Regions from separate parts of the Zea mays genome. Here region 2 is linked to region 1. Evidence: chromatin contacts called from public Hi-C data. All regions are on one chromosome and are shown on one strand. Each heading gives the region's core, a stretch centred on a gene start, on an enhancer-like site or on the middle of the called end of the contact. The rest is flanking DNA. Distances are from core to core; before and after follow the strand shown. Region 1 holds the start of LOC100274319 (ornithine decarboxylase). Region 2 overlaps LOC103633607 (two-component response regulator-like PRR37).

What was found. Hi-C and Micro-C count contacts between places; a contact is called where the count stands out from the background.
Region 2: a Hi-C map of root tip shows a contact between it and region 1, with 2.7 times the contacts expected there. The contact joins the enhancer-like site here to the promoter of LOC100274319 in region 1. A contact is called at or near these places in 9 of 25 Hi-C or Micro-C datasets (bundle sheath, ear, leaf and 3 more) and 1 of 3 datasets of contacts at active chromatin or transcription factors (leaf).

What each region holds. Positions count from the first base shown.
Region 1 is chr7:184,151,603-184,155,472 of Zm-B73-REFERENCE-NAM-5.0, forward strand. LOC100274319 (ornithine decarboxylase) reads left to right here and starts at 1,945. Exons shown (of 1, transcript NM_001148682.1): 1 at 1,945-3,686. The coding sequence starts at 2,046. The coding sequence ends at 3,284.
Region 2 is chr7:183,978,936-183,982,805 of Zm-B73-REFERENCE-NAM-5.0, forward strand. LOC103633607 (two-component response regulator-like PRR37) reads left to right here. Exons shown (of 11, transcript XM_035961211.1): 9 at 1-179; 10 at 264-1,032; 11 at 1,157-2,132. The coding sequence ends at 1,261. Among protein-coding and RNA genes, the nearest start is that of LOC103633611, 11 kb to the right of the region's middle. Within about 2 kb of position 1,761, at least 2 of the 20 cell types and tissues checked have an H3K27ac peak or open chromatin away from gene starts, as enhancers often do. A contact at or near this core is called in root tip, where this site is marked.

The DNA.
Region 1 (3,870 bases), core at 695-3,194:
CTACCTATTACCTTATTCGTTGCCCTATCATTTTTCACTATTATTTTGAATCAAATTTAGATACTTTGTAAATGGTGAGATTCGAACTCGTAACCTCTCTCTCACGCATACCCTCCTATACCACTACACTACTACATCAATTATGTCTATATTACGTTTTCATTCCCCATGTACTATAACAAATCGAGAGTAATTTGATTATTTAAGGCACTAAATGAGTTCATTTGAAAATGTGACCAACTATAAAGTTGCATAACTTTTTGAGATCTACAAGTTTTATTTTAATAGTTTTTACATCCGAGACCGTTTACAAAATTTGGATTTTAAATTTGAAAACTTCACACAAATTTTTCAATGATAAGATGATTTCAAATCAAAAAATTGTCAACTACAAAGTTTCATTAAATTTCAAGACCTACAACTTTTATTTTGGTGGTTTTTCCATCCGAGACAGTTTGAAAAATTCAAATTTCAAAATTCAAACATAGTTTTGCATAACAAGATGATTTCAAACCAAAACATTGTCAACTACAAAGTTTCATAACTCTTCAATACCTACAACTTTCATGTTGGTGGTTTTTTCTTTCGAAGTCGTTTTCAAAATTCAAATTTTTAAATTTTTAAATTCAGATGTAGTTTTCGTTGACAATATGACTTCAAATGAAAAAGTTGTCAACTATAAACTTCTATAACTTCTCAAGATCTACAAAGTTTATTTTGGTTGTTTGGTCATTTGTTGATCTCACATGATGGTTTTAACAATATGCACAATTTTATACGTCTCTCTTCTAGTTTTATAAACTCTCGAGAGAGATATAGGTTTTATGAACAAATTTATTTTTATTTTGTCATATGAAGAAATGTTCAATATATAAATTGTACATCATGATGAGTTATACAAATTTGTAGTTGAAAACTTTTTCATTTGAATTAATTTACTACTTTAAAATGTGATTTTTAAATTGTCTTTGCCTAGTGTTGGAGAAAAAACACTCGGCAAAGAGCTCTTTGCCGAGTGTTGTATTTGTGGCACTCGGCAAAGAGCCCTTTGCCGAGTGTCAAAAAAAGACACTCGGCAAAGAAACTCTTTGCCGAGTGTCAAAAATAAAACACTCGGCAAAGATCTTCTTTGCCGAGTGTTTTATTTTACCGAGTGTTTTTTGCGTGACACTCGGCAAAGAGCTTCTTTGCCGAGTGCCCGAAAAAAAACACTCGGCAAAGATCCAAATTCCGGTAGTGTGAGGCGGAGTTTGCTCCGAGGTTGAGGTCGGCTTCGGGCAAGGCGTAGTTTCCTCCCGAGGGCCGGACCATGCTTTATCATACGCGCATCCCATTCGGAGTTGTTTGAACTCTACGGGCGGCATGGGAGAGCAGTAGCCATTATTCCCGGGCATGCGTCATCGTAGTTGGTGCAACAGAGCAAATTCAACTTTATAATTCATTTCAATTGATTTATAATAAAAGAAAATACTTAGAACCATAATTCGTGATTCTAAGTCACTCAAATCTTACAAATTAAACTAAATATTGAAAAAATTGTTGGTTCGAAAACTAGGGTGGTACATTCTAAGTATATATGCAGTCCATCTATGGAATGAATAATAATACAGATAGATACGAGTACCCATCTGTACCATGGTTTTTTTTAAGTGGCATTCCACGTTCTATGTAAGTTCCGTTTCTTGATCACTGGATCGTTTTGAAAACCTGGCTGCTAAGGGTTGCTGTGCTGTGCAAACTGATCTGACCATTCAGCCCCGCGCGGGCACCAACTAACTAACACACGTGCCTACCTAACGCAGTCCTCCGTGGACCATGGAGGAGGTGTGGACAGCGTCGTCGTCTTCCCGCCGATCCACCGCCCGGCCGCCCGTGCTATAAAGAGGAAGGCCAACCACGGACACCCATGCCAAGCAGACCAAGATTTATTTGTTCGTCGCATTCGATTCATTAGCAGCTCCCTGCTTGCCTTGCACGTGGTGACTGGTGAGTTCATTCACTTTGCCAAGTCATCACGTCAGCAGCAGACCAAGACCAACAGAGACATGGGTGGAGGCAGCCGCATGCAGACCGTGCTGTTGGCCCCGGGCGTTAAGGACAAGAAGCTGCTCTCCTACACCCGCCGCAACGCGCTCAAGGAAAAGGACGCCGTCACCGACCTCATCCGCTCCATCATCGCCACGTCCAGCCCCGTCCAGCGGACCGCCTTCCACGTCTTCCGCATTGACAACGTCCTCGAGCTCTACTCGGCCTGGCGCCGCGGCCTCCCCGACGTGCGCCCCTACTACGCCGTCAAGTGCAACCCGGAGCCGGCGCTCCTCGGCGCCCTCGCGGAGCTCGGCGCCGGGTTCGACTGCGCCAGCCGCGCCGAGATCGAGGCCGTGCTCGCGCTCGGCGTCCCGCCCAGCAGCATCATCTACGCCAACCCCTGCAAGTCCGAGCCGCACCTAGAGTACGCCGCCGCGGCCGGCGTCAACCTCACCACCTACGACACCGAGGAGGAGGTCGCCAAGGTCAAGCGCTGCCACCCGAGGTGCGAGCTCCTGCTCCGCCTCAAGGGCCCCGACGGCAGCGAGACCACGTGCGACCTAGGCACCAAGTACGGCGCGCGCGCCGACGAGGTGGTGCCGCTCCTGCGCGCCGTCCAGCGCGCGGGGGTCACCGTGGCCGGCGTCTCCTTCCACGTCGGGAGCCCCGTGGCCCGCGTCGGCGTGTACCGCGCCGCCATCGAGGCCGCCCGCGCCGCGTTCGACGAGGCCGCCGCCCTCGGCATGCCCCCCATGCGCGTCCTCGACATCGGCGGCGGGTTCACGGCCGGCGCCAGCTTCGACGACGCCGCGGCCGTCATCAACGACGCCCTCGCGCGCTCCTTCGGCGACCTGCCGTGCGTCGAGGTCATCGGCGAGCCGGGCCGCTACTTCTGCGAGACCGCGTTCACCCTCGCCGCGCGCGTCATCGGCAAGCGCACGCGCGGCGAGGTGCGCGAGTACTGGATCGACGACGGCCTCTACGGCTCGCTCAACAACATACTCATGGACCACAAGGTCCCGCGCCCGAGGCCGCTGGCCACCCCGCGCCCCGGCGACAGGACGCACACGTCCACGGTTTTCGGCCCGACGTGCGACTCCCAGGACGAGGTGGTCACCGGCTACCAGCTGCCCGAGATGAGCGTCGGCGACTGGCTCGTCTTCGACAACATGGGCGCCTACTCCACAGGTTCCGGCTCCAAGTTCAACGGCTTCGACACGTCGGAGATTAAGATCTACGTCGCCTACTCCAGCTGAGCTAGCAATGCATATATCGACGGCGCCCGCCATCATATGCATGCATTATTACACGTCTATATACATATAGCCCCTCGTTAAAAAAACATAACTACGTACCGACGAGTAGTACACCGTCGATCGGTAAAGATGTCTTACAAATAATGAGTCGGTAAATCCACGTTTACCAGTTATTACCTGTCAGTTGATGGTAAATCCACGTTTACCCTACTTCTACCTTCCAAATTTCTGTCAATATATTCGAGCATTGTTTTTCCTTAATTCAGGTTTACTTGTGTCATGTGATTTTATATTTATACATGTACGTATGTATCAGATAAAAGGGGTGATCCACATTACATGGAAATCCGTATTTGAATTTCAGATTAATTAAATAAATGAATTGGTTACACTGTTCCAAAGATGAGCCCTCGTCATGAACTCATGTGATTGTATTGTATCATCAGTACTTACAGGCATTCTTATGATCCAGTGGAGATCAATAATTAATTCAAGAACCTGACTTTTCTTTTGTTAAGAGGGCTGTGGCCTTTTTATTTTCCTGGTGGTGTGCTCTTTAGAATTCAGATTTCCGAGAACTTAGTTA
Region 2 (3,870 bases), core at 511-3,010, 170 kb before region 1:
TCTTCCAAAGTGCCAGAAGGGAAAGGTAAGAATGACCAGCATGATAATTATGTTTTGCCATCACTTGAGCTGAGTTTGAAGAGGTCGAGATCATGTGGAGATGGTGCCAACGATACAGTCAATGACGATGAACAGCGGAATAGTGCATTAAGGCGATCGAATCTCTCGGCTTTTACAAGGTGCAAAACATAATATCAGTGTCATTAGTGAGTTATGAAAGCAACAGTATGTTGGGTACTAACAGTTACCACTTTTATTGCAAGGTACCATACATCTGCGGCTTCCAATCAAGGTGGGACAGGATTGGTAGGTAGCTGTTCGCCGCATGATAACAGCTCGGAGGCTGTGAAAACGGATTCTACTTACAACATGAAGTCAAATTCAGATGCTGCCGCAATAAAACAAGGCTCCAACGGCAGTAGCAATAACAATGACATGGGTTCCACTACAAAGGATGTTGTGACAAAACCCAGCACAAATAACGAGAGGGTGATGTTGCCCTCTGCTATTAAGGCTAATGGATACACGTCAACATTCCATCCTGTGCAGCAGTGGATGGTTCCAGATAATGCGACAGCAGGGAAAGCGAAGGCTGATGAAGTGGCCAACAATGCAGGCAGAAATAGTCATCCTGGTGACGTGCAGAGCAACCTGACGCAACAACATCGTCCAACCCTTCATTACGTCCATTTTGAGAATAGTGGATCAGGTGCCCTGCAATGTGGTTCCTCCAATGTATTTGATCCCCCACTTGAAGGCCAGGCTACCAATAACTATGGTGTGAAAGCCGGGAGCAACTCAGGCAGCAACAAGGGGCAGAATAATGGGAGTACAGCTGGTGCGAGCACGGCTGCTGCAAATGCTGGACGGACAGATACAGAGATACGGGCTATCGATAAAAGTGGACCTGGAGGTGGCAGTGGGAGTGGCAATGACACATATGTCAGACGGCTTGCTGCGAGCATGACACCACGACAAGAACAGCTAAAGAAATATAGAGAGAAAAAGAAAGATCGGAACTTTGGGAAAAAGGTAGCCTGTTTTCAATTGCATATTAATATTTATTCTTTATTTGTTTTCAATTGCATATGTTTAAGAAGAGAGAGCATTGGATAGAAGGACTGGTTTCTTTCTGATGGCTGTCTGCCATTTCCAGGTGCGGTACCAGAGCAGAAAGAGGCTAGCCGACCAGCGGCCAAGGGTTCGTGGACAGTTCGTGAAGCAAGCTGTGCAAAATCAAGAGGGAGATGGAGAGAGATGACCCCCCCCCCCCCTCTGGCTTCAGCTCATGGTTGTTAGACGTGGCGGTTGATGATTCTTCCTTCTCTGGTGTGATCTGATATGATCGACAACACACCATCCTTCCTTTTCTTCATTGGTTTCTTCACATCTAGAATTTACTGCCTGACCGGGAAAAAATAAGCTAGGAACTTCTATACATGTGTATGCATTTCTAATCATGTAGAAGAATAAGTGTGTCTTGACTCTAGATAATTTTAGGTAGAGTCATGCTCGCTCTCCTACATTATGTGATGTAACTGAAGTGTTGTTGTGTTGTCATGTATGGTCTTGGATCACTTTCTGTCAATATATTACTAGCCCACAACTACTATTAATTTGATGAGATGTATATAATTAAAAATATTGTAATAGTCCTTCCTTTGGTAGGTAGACAACAAACAATCTTGAATTCAGTGCATACATAAATCACTGTATAGATATATACACGTTGGGGTCTGCTTTAGATGAAGGTCCTCAAAACATTAACTAATCAGTTATTTTTTGAGTCTGTTTCAAGTGTAACAGGGTAAATGCTAAAGGACACCTTCGTTCGAAGATGATGCGCGGTGATCACGGTTGCCAAGACGAAGCTACAAACTTCAGACCGCGGCGCATGCACGTGATGAGGTAGGTGGCAAGAGAAGGGCCAAATCCCAGAGACTTGTTTATCAAGATTACTAAGGCAAAAGACGACAATACCCTTAATCATCTTTGTAGCTCATGCGTATAGGCTTGAGGGCATGAATGTAATTTTTATGAAGCTATACATCTTGATTATAAGCAATTGAATAGGTTGCAAAAACTGATTTCTAGTTACCACATCATAAATAATGGAATGTAAACTCTATGTACATTGTTTGCCAGTACTTGTTGGACTAACAAATATAGAAAGTGAAATGTCCAACATAATGTCACATGGTTTATACCTTTCTGCTCCAATTATATTATGCTCAGCTTAATGTGCGGACTTTTCCATGTGTATCCACCATGGATAAGAATGGACGATTTGCTCAGCCTCCACCAAATTGTAGTTCTCATCATCGCTATCCGAAATATTCATTCCTAGTTCGACAACTTCCCAAATACTTAGATAGAGTTAGTATAAATGGACTTTCGTCTTATGACTCCACCAAGAATAATATTAACAATTAAAATTTGGTTGTTTACCAAGCGAAACGAAAAATATAGGTATTGAGAGGAATGCAAGAATAATAAAAAATGTTTTAGAATAGTTTGGTTTAACTGTCTTTTGTTGATGGCAACACTTGGAGGTGGATTCTATGGGGGATGGATATCCCTGGGTCCTCACGCACACTAAAACGCGTCCTGGGCCGCCTAGCAGGTCTCTTCTTGGGTCATTCTACGGATGGGCCAATCGAGTGTAACCAGCCCAAGCAAGGCCAATCTAAGCCGGCGAAGACCAACGTCTGAGTTAAGCGCTACGGGAGCACGAGCATATCAAGCGGAGCAGTTGCGATCAACCGACAGGCTAAACCCCAGTCGGTAACTCGGGCAAATGAATGAGGAAGATTCCAGATATGTAGGGAGATAGTTTTCTACAAACATGGAGATGAGCGGTGGGCCGGGGTTAGCGTTAGAATTAAATCGGAGTTCGAAAGATAGTTCTCCTTGCTTAGAGTTGCTCAATCAATGCGGATAATGTTTGGGAGAAAACTCAAAACTATATGAGCAAGGGAACTTTTAGAGAGAGAAAAGAAAGGGAAACAAATCAAGTGTAGATCAACACAAATGAACACGGTGATTTGTTTACCGAGGTTCGGTTCCAAAGAACCTAGTCCTCGTTGAGGAGGCCACAAAGGCCGGGTCTATTCCAACCCTTTCCCTCTCTCAATCGATCACTCAGACCGGTCGAGGCTTCTCCTTAATCACTTGGGTCACTAAGACCCCGCAAGGATCACCACACACTTAGATGTCTCTTGCTAGCTTTACAAAGCACTTAGAGAAATAAGAATAGGAAGGAGAAAGCAATCCAAGCAACAAAAGAACACAAAACACCCTCTCTCAAGTCACTAATGAATTGAGTTGATTTGGAGGCTTGGAGAGGATTTGATCTTTGGAATGTGTCTTGGAGTGAATGCTATTTGCTCTTGTATTGAATGTGAACTTCAGAAAACTTGGATACCATTGAAGGAGGTGGTTGGGGGTATTTATAGCCTCCAACCACTTCCTAGCCGTTGGCACTTGGATACCATTGAAGGAGGTGGTTGGGGGGTATTTATAGCCTCCAACCACTTCCTAGCCGTTGGCTATTTTTGCTGTCGATGGGCACACTGGACAGTCCGGTGGTGCATCGGACAGGGCATTGTTCATTGTCCGGTGCGTGCCACGTCAACACGACGTTGGGGTTTGGAGCGGTTGACCGTTGGAACCCTTTGTCCTGTAGCTGCACCGGACATGTCCGGTGCGTTCTGACTTCGCAGCCTGACATCTGACTTTGCACTGTACACTTTTACAGTCGATCGTTGAGCGCAGGTTACCGTTGCTCCGTTGGCTCACCGGACATATCTGGTGCACACCGGACAGTCCGGTGAATTATAACGGAGCGCGCCCTGGTAAAACTCGAGAGTG